2 separate regions of the Rattus norvegicus genome follow, and region 1 is linked to region 2. Evidence: chromatin contacts called from public HiChIP or PLAC-seq data. All regions are on one chromosome and are shown on one strand. Each heading gives the region's core, a stretch centred on a gene start, on an enhancer-like site or on the middle of the called end of the contact. The rest is flanking DNA. Distances are from core to core; before and after follow the strand shown.

Region 1 (4,510 bases), core at 896-3,395, 480 kb before region 2:
AAGATTATCTTATATGCGTGTGTATGCATCTCCCCCTTTAAAGTTGTGGTCAGTGCAATTTCTGAATTGTCTGATGGCAGGAAGGTTATGGATTATTATTCTGGCTAATAAATGGTTTGAAGGTTCTAGCAAATTCTTCCACCTCTGCGATAGTCGTTACTTCATAAGAAAAACTGGAATGATTCTATTAGAAAACCATTTGTAGAAATAGTTAAGTTTTCTTCGCATATTGCCACAGAGCATCAACCATGGCAAAGTCCTACAGAGAAAAAAAAAGGCCATTCATTGGCCAATGGGAATCTGAAGCCACTGCAATAACAAGAACTCCTGTGAGACTAAAAACACGACCCCAGAGTACCCCGTGGTGAGCAGGCTTCATCCCCAAACACGATCTTTAGAAACAGCAGACAAGTATTTAGTGCAGCTAAGTAGTTTCAATTAGCAGACATATTAAAATGGGTAGCTTCATTTCTTCTTTTTCCTGAAAAGCCGTATCCGTGTAGTACACAGTGAAGTGAAACGATATAATCAGAAGACCGAAGTCATAACAAAACAACAGATCAAAACCATGTCGTGTAGAAAGGTGAAATTATCATCACACCCCTCAGATAAGCCTTTAAAACATCAATTCCGTAAAACTGGCTTTTGAGGTGGGAGTTTATAAATTATTTTGGTCTATTTTTTCAAGGTCAAATAAAAGCAAGGGTTAACTCTGACAGAATAACACTGTGCACTGTAGTAAGGACACTGAAAATGTTATATACAGAGAGGTACTTTTGTTTGGGAGATCTCTAAATTTTTAGATACTTTTTTTTGACTTGCCGGTAACACTATTGCCAGGCTAGAGAAGCACTCCAAAGATGCTAGGTTTGGGATTTAATAGCCATGTGGTTCTCTCCTGACCTCATCACTTACTACTCCTTGAATCTCTTTTCTGGAACATAAATGACAACTAACAATATCTAAGTCATGGGTTGAAACAGAATGGGATCATACAGCCTAGAACATTCTGCATGCCCAGCTGTCACAGTTGTTGGCTGTCTCTGAGTTGAACAAACCTTCTCGGGAGGGGGTGGGGGGCAGTCATCCAGGGAGATGGCAGAATACTTCTTTATTTATGGTTCAACTACTTTCTGTTAACTCTGTCAGTAACAACAGTAAGCTATTTTGACATAGAACTATGGGACTGAACTATGGGATACGACGGACTTCATGGCAGTTTGCGGGAGTCCTTTTATTTTCACTAAAGGACAATTGCTACCTCCTAAGGCAAACTGTGTACCATAGGAAATTACATAAGAAAACACATAGAAAAGTACATTTACAGTATTTAGGTAAGTAGTCTGTTACTTGAAGGGGGATAAAAACGAAGTGAGGGGAGAAATTGGGAACGATGATCTTTAATGGGCAACAGATTAGAATATATTTGCATCAAAGAATTTGATCTGCAGTTCAAAACTGAAACCAGAGAGACACTGAGTAGCCTTAAACAGTCTGGATGAGAAGCTCAGAGAGCTTCAAAGCCCCCGTGGAAAAGATTTTCTTTATAGCATCTTTGCCTACTGCAATTAATGCTGCTTAGTGTGAGCTGTCAAATTTAAAAGAAAAATTAGCCATCAGTCACCCTTCGCCCACTGGCATGCACTTAGGAATATTTCCTTCAAAAACGTAATTCTGCTCAAACGTGTTCCCATTATCCTTTAGCCCCAAATTTCCTTCAGAACTTAAAAATCCCACTCAAGCCATATTTAAGATGCGTTGTCTCAAGAAAGCCCAGAACCCAGGCAGGAGCACATCCTCCTACAGATCAATTTCAGCGGAACTAGAAAACTATATTATGATTTCTTTATAACGAAATCCAAAATATTCAGAAAGAAATCGGGGCAGTTTTCAAGGATTTTGTCCAGTGGCCAGTTTCACAGACCCTTTCCCGAGTCGGCGTCCCTCTTCCAGAAGGATTGGCATTCTTTCGTTCAGTCCGGGGCTCCGCGAAGCAACAGTCCTCGCGGGTCGTGGTCCCCGCCTCAGCTGCGGACCAATGGCTGATGCCTCTCGTCTCGCCATCCCGCCTTCCGATGCCACAGTAACCAATAGAAATGGCCGTATGCAGTTAGTAACCAATGGGAACTCGGGGGGGCGGAGGTCGGTCCTCCCGCGGTGCAAGCTGGGCCTCCGCTCCGTTGCCCGGGAGCCGAAGCCGCCGAGCCGCCGCCCGCAGCCGTGGTCCCTACAGTGAGTGAGTTTAAACTCCCCGCAGCCGCAGTCTGCAGCGTCCGGGTACTCTAGGTCTCGGGCCGGGGCTGTCAGTCGGATTCGGGGATCGGCCCATGATCCGGGCAGGTGCAGGAGGTACCAGCTTAGAGGGCGAGGGGCGGGCGGCAGCGGAGAGAAGTGGTCTGCGGCCGGGGGATGGACTTGATGGGGTAAGGCGGGGCGGGGCGGGATTGGACGGCTGAAGCGGCTTTGGACAGGAGCGAGAGAAAGTTGAGAGGGTGGGATTTGTTAGCCCCACAAAGCAGGAGGAAAGCATGTGCAGACCGATCCAAAGAAGAGCGAAGTTACCAGAAAGAAACCTCAGGAGGCTGGTGGAGATCGGGATGGGAAAGAAGGGCGCGCGGAGCCTTTCAGAGACTCTGGAACAGTCTAGGATATTATTGTTACACTGTCGTTAAAGGGGAGAGGCACTTTGGTCTAGGCTGTGGATTAATTTTATACATCACTGAGGGATGATGGAATGAAGCGAATAAAGGTAGTTAGCAAAACCTACCTGTTGGCATAACTGAGTTGTGGTGAATACAGATGCCTTTTGTTTCGCGCTAGCTGAACAAGGGAACAGTGTTTCCCAGTGTGAAGGGCTGGTCCATTTCACCAGAATGTAAATTCTTAATCACTTCATGGGCTTGAAAAGTAATGGCATCTTTGGTTGGTAACACGTTGGTAGTGGCAGTATTTTTTTCCCCCAGAGGAGGGGTGCAGTGCAGACACATTGTGAGGATTAATTTTAAGGAGGTCTACATTTGGGTAAGTAGGGTGGGGGGTATGGAGGAAGGTTTTATGAAAGTAGATTTTCTTTTAGGATTGATTTTGTGCGTTTTCCCCCCTGTCATGGGCCAGCTCCTGCCTGCTCATCTCCACCCGGAGTTTGAGGGTCTTAACTCTTTGCCTAAGCAGAGTATGCTTGACCACATACATACTTATGCCCAACGTACATTCAGGGTTAGATGTCTTTGGGATCAACTGTCATAATTTAGGGCTTGAGAGATGATTCAACAAGCAAGAGTACTATACTCTTGCAGAAGTCCTAGGTTTGATTCCCAGCAGCCACATGGCAGCTCACAACTGTCTGTAACTCCAGTTCCAGGGAATCCTATGCTGTCTTTTGGTCCTTCTGGGCACCCGGAACTATATACATGGTGCACTCACATACATTCATCAAAACACCAACATAAGTAACTAATAATTAAACAAACAATCAATCAATCAAACATAATTTAAAAAGTCATTTAAATGATGAGGGTTGGGGTGGGAGAGCTACAGACATGAAGGAAAAGGTAAATGGAGGTTTCATTTTTCTCACGCTCATTAATCTGTATCCTTTCCAGTCTCTTTCCACAGTCCAATTTGACATTACTATTTACAGTATTTCACTCTGATTTCATGCATATTGGTTAGTATGCTTATTGAAATGTATGGCAGGAAAGATAAGTTTGCTTCAGTTCTTTAAATTGATAAACTGTCATTCAGAGGTCAAAAGCAATTGATGCCTGTGGAAAAGAAATATTTCCAAAGCTGCATCTCTTTAACCTCCCAGAACCACTTCTGTGAGACTTGCTAGACAAAGGCCCAAGCAGTCCCTCCCGTTGTCAAGTTGTGGGGACACCCCTCCCCTGCCACAACTCAGCCTTCCATTGTTTTCATCCCATAGTTTTCTTGGCCAACTCCATCCTTCCTCTTGGCGTCTACTGTCTATAATTTACTAGCACACCCCCAATTTTGCATCTCTCCAACTTCTATGTAGGTAATTGTAGATACTTCTGATTGGATTAACCTGCCCACAGGTACCTGGAACTCAGTATGCCTGATAAACCCCACGTAGCCAGATGATATCATTTGCATCCAGTCTTACAAGTCCAAAACTTTGAAATCCATCCTGGTTCTTCTCCTCATACTCTGAATTTAGTCCATCACCAAGGCTGGCATGTTCCGTATCTCCAGCATCACTTTGAAGCCCCGTGTCCCTAGCTTTGCCACTGTAGCTCAGACTCTGGTTCTTGGGTTAAGGTGGAACTCTGTAAAGCTCATGTCTAAGTGCTTTAACCTTCCTAAAGATCCCTTGTTTCTGTCAGAAACCTGCCTGTGATTGTAGCTTGCCCTGACCCAGCCTCATTCATTCCTTCGTGATGGTCACAGCCAGTGTACTCATTTCAAACCAGATTGTCCCCCATTTACATAATGTGAGGCACATATTCTTCAATAAGCATACAAAAATATAAGCAGGTAAAGTTAGCCG
Region 2 (4,132 bases), core at 1,385-3,884:
AAAGAACATTTAATGGACTTAGCAAGATGCAATTTAACAACTAGAGCTAAAAGCAATTCTTTATTTACTGAGGGAATGAGAGAAATCCTAATTTTTGTCAAGCACTCTGTATATTTTACATGAAACATTGATAGGAATTATTTTAAAGGCAAGCTTACAACTGTTTTCAAACTAAGTATTTCAAAAAGAAACTAAAAACATTGCCCAAGTTAGCCAAAAATGTTAGCAATAACATGTTTAGAAGGAAGCAGGCTTTCCTTAAAATTTTTTATTTTTGTTTTTCAGTCTCACGAAAAATCTTCCATGACTTCTGCCTGGAAACCATACATGATATCATGTTAGCTTTGCAGGTTTCCCAACACCTACAAAACTTTATCCAGCTAAATTTTACATTACCTGTCAAAATCTGATTTTACTTCACAGGGACAAAACATGGAAGAGTAAGAATTAGATTAGTGCTGCATTCAGAACCAGCAAACCTCAAGTCGAATTTTTAGTTATCAAAATCTGTTCATTTAAAGACCTTCTCAATGAAGTACCAAAATTATTTGAAGGGCACAATACATTTAAAACAGTTAAGATAGAACAACATCAGTCATATAAATAAATACAATTGCAAAGGCATATAAAATATGCTTTTATGCCTAATTATCCAGAAGCAGGCTACTTTACCCATCATTGTAAGCAAAGGATTACATGTTTTAAAAATGCAAACATGTCCAGATTCTGAGGACAGCCACGCCAGTTTAGGGGCAGTTCTGATAATAAGGTAGCAATAGGACCAATCATGATAACCTCTTATATTTATTTTATTGAGTTACAAAAGGCATTTTTACATCCATTATTCCAAAAAGGATTGAGATAGTTTCCTCTTGCTTACACGTGTGAGGATTTCTGGTGTGTTACTGCACTCTTGCAGTACAGCCGAAGGCGGCTGCAGCATTTCCCACTAGGAAGGCAAGGAGCTAGGAGGGTGCTCGCTCAGAGAAACAATCCGGAAAACACAATACACCTTCTTGGTCCTTACCTCACAAATTACCTTTTAAAATCAGACCCACAAAATGCAGCTTATTATCTAAAAAATTCAAAGAAGATCCTTTGTTAAGAATTAACAAAAGAATGACTATCCTAATTCTCTCTAAAATGCCAACCTTTAAAAAAAATTGAACTCTCAAAGTCTTTTTGGAAAGTGCTTAATTCATCTGGAGATAAATATCACTCGGTGTCCTTGTTTTCTAACAAACGGCCTTTTCCATTGTTCCCATTAATTTCACCCATATTCGTTTTAAAAATAACAAGGCCCCTATCCTCATCAGCAAAACACAGATGAACGATGTATCATATAAAACCTGTAATTACATTAGGATTTACGGAAGATTTTTGTTTCTGCTTTTCGCCAGTTTTTAAGAAGTCCTCCCGTGATTAACTGTAAACAGGAATGGTTTACACCATAAATTAGAAGCCATTAATTAGCATGACGAAGTCAACTGCAAGATACACAGATAATTTAAATTATTTAACCACTAATCACCTTTGCCAAACTGTAATATACTCTTTCAATAACCTTCGGTAGGTTATCGACCGGTCAGTAATTTACCTCCATATCAGTTAGAGATAAGTATTAGCTAGCGCCCTTTCCTTTCCCTCAGGTTTATATTAGCTCTTCTTGTAAACACTTTAAAAAGCTTTAAGGTTCTTCACTTCCAAATCCCTAATTAGCCATCACTAGCCTTTTTGTAATGGGGGAGGGAGGAGATGAGCTGAAGTACAAATCTGGAGTTCCTCTTGCCCGTTTATCAAAACAAAAACATTTAAAAAAGAAAACGAACGCTTCAGGCGATGGTAGTAATAAAAGAAATATGCAGAGGTGGCTTCAGGGAATAACGGGTTTGCAGAACGCAAGTAGCTCACAAAAAAAAGCAGCCCGAACCTCTATTGCAACCCACGGCACTCCAATAAATTACACAACACTTGCCCAGGCTGCAGAAATATCGCAGGACAAGACTTACACGGATGCCAATCCGCAGCATTTATACACATGCACATGGCAAGACAGGAAGCAAACACTAGCGTTCAAGTCGGGCAGGGCGGCGCGATCCCGACTTGGCCCAGCTTGAGAGTGCTCCCTGAGTCTCTCTGTGCGTGCGTGAGAGTGAGCCCCGTCCTCCCGGCATTTCCCCTCTTTGGGCAGTTTTGCTTCATTTGTTTCCTATTTCTGCTACATAGAAACTAACTTCCATCTCAGCCCAGCCAGCGCCGCTGAATAGAGCCTGTGCTGCGGCTCCGTGTGCGTCAGATCCCTCCGCGCAGCCGTGCCGGCCCCCTCCTTCCCTCCCTTTCTCCCTCCCGCGGGCGGCCTCCTTAGAGAAAGCGCCTGCCAGGCAGCCCGCCGCTTCGGCTCCGGCATCTTCTCGGGCCGGAAATAAATAAATAAGTCGTGGCCCGGGCCGCGCGGAGGGGCGACCGCGCGGGCGCAGGCCTAGGCCGAGGCACTCCTTTTCCCGCGGGGGGCGGGGGCGGCGAGAGCGGGCCGCGAAGGCGCGGACTCCTTTCTGTGGCGGAGGGATCCCGGCGGAGGCGGCCGCAGCCGGGGCCGCTGCCTGAGAGTTGTTGTTTCCTCCTCCTCCTCCTCCGCCTCCGCCGCCGTTGCTTGAATGGTGGAGCCGAGGCTCGGCTCGTGAGCACACACTGACAGCTACAGGGCAGGCGGCGGCACCGTCCCCGCTTCCCCTCGGCGGCGGGGTGTCCCGCCGGCGGCCCCGAAGTGACCCGCAAACATGTCTCGTGAGAGGAAAGGCCTCTCGGAGCTGCGATCGGGTAAGTCGGGAGCTGCGGGGCCGCCGCGCCGGGCGGACTCGCCCGCGGGCCCCCGCCCCCCGCGGCCGCTCAGCCCGTGTCTCCCCGTCCTTCTCTCCCGCGCAGAGCTCTACTTCCTCATCGCCCGGTTCCTGGAAGATGGACCCTGTCAGCAGGCGGCTCAGGTAGGCGGCGCGCGGCGCGGGCCGGGCGGGCGCTCGCGGTGGCCGCCCGCGGGCGTGGGGGAGGGCGGCGGCGGCGGCGGGGCCGCGGCCCGGGGCGCGGGGCTCAGCGTCCCCGCTTTGTTGTTGCAGGTGCTGATCCGCGAAGTGGCCGAGAAGGAGGTAAGGGCGCGGCGGCCCGGCGCTGTCCCGCCGCCGCACGGCCTTCCCCGGCCGCTGCGCAAGCCCGGGTGTCCGGCGGGGCGCGGGACGTGGGGCGCGGGGGTCCCCGGCGGGGCGCGGGGCGGGCTGGGGAGGGGAGCGGCGGCGGGCCGGGCTGGGGGCCGCGCTCACCGGGCGTCCTGTCCCCGCAGCTGCTGCCCCGGCGCACCGACTGGACCGGGAAGGAGCACCCCAGGACCTACCAGAATCTGGTGAGACATTCACAGCGCACTGCAAAGAAACTTTTCCCTGAGTCGAATAAAAATTGAATTTCCCGCAATTTTTTACAGAGACAAAAACTTGGCCCCAGAACGGGAAAGCTGCAAAGGCCACGGGGAGGGTTGGGAGGCTGGAGCGGGGACTGCGGGGGGCGGCGGTCGGGGGTGCGGACGCCCCGGGGCCGCAGGGGCCGCGGACAATTTATTTGTGATATTTTGTTAATGTGCTAGAAATAAAGATACGTCATGAGTGTTGTGCAGTGCAAGGCCGGAGGAGGAGGGGCCGGCGCGCGTATCCGCGCGGGCGCGGGTGCGCGCGCGCGGGGCGGCGGCGGCGGCGGCGGCAGCGGGAGCGGCGCAAGCCTAGAGAGCGCGCTCGCCAGCTCCTCGCTTGCTCTGCAAGCGCGGCCGGCTCAGCTTTCTCCAGACCCACACAATAGCTGGTGACTAACTGCTCCGAAGTGGCATTAGCATTTCACAAGAAGGCCTTTGAGCCCCGGTGGAACCTTGGCAAGATTTTTTTTTCTCTTTACCCCCCCCCCTCTTCCTTTTGTTTTCTGTATATTCAGACCAAGATTTTTAATTTTTTAAAAAAATCTTTTTGGTTGGAGGCGTTCTGATATGTTTGATGGTAGTCATCCAGCGGCACACTGTGCATTATACAAACAGATCGGCCGAAGTATAAACCTGGAAGTTTTAATAGGCGTTTCCTAATTTTGTTGATTTTGGGGGGGT

The links. HiChIP or PLAC-seq counts read pairs in DNA pulled down with a chosen protein or histone mark.
Region 1: an H3K27ac HiChIP or PLAC-seq map of oligodendrocytes shows a contact between it and region 2, with 6 times the contacts expected there. The contact joins the promoter of Lca5 here to the promoter of Phip in region 2. A contact is called at or near these places in 1 of 12 Hi-C or Micro-C datasets (frontal cortex) and 1 of 1 datasets of contacts at active chromatin or transcription factors (oligodendrocytes).

The regions. Positions count from the first base shown.
Region 1 is chr8:93,244,049-93,248,558 of GRCr8, reverse strand. Lca5 (lebercilin LCA5) reads left to right here and starts at 2,145. Exons shown (of 8, transcript NM_001393917.1): 1 at 2,145-2,232. The region is part of intron 1 of LOC134480083 (a long non-coding RNA gene); the gene reads right to left.
Region 2 is chr8:92,769,523-92,773,654 of GRCr8, reverse strand. Phip (pleckstrin homology domain interacting protein) reads left to right here and starts at 2,634. Exons shown (of 40, transcript NM_001427740.1): 1 at 2,634-2,817; 2 at 2,923-2,981; 3 at 3,111-3,140; 4 at 3,332-3,391. The coding sequence starts at 2,778.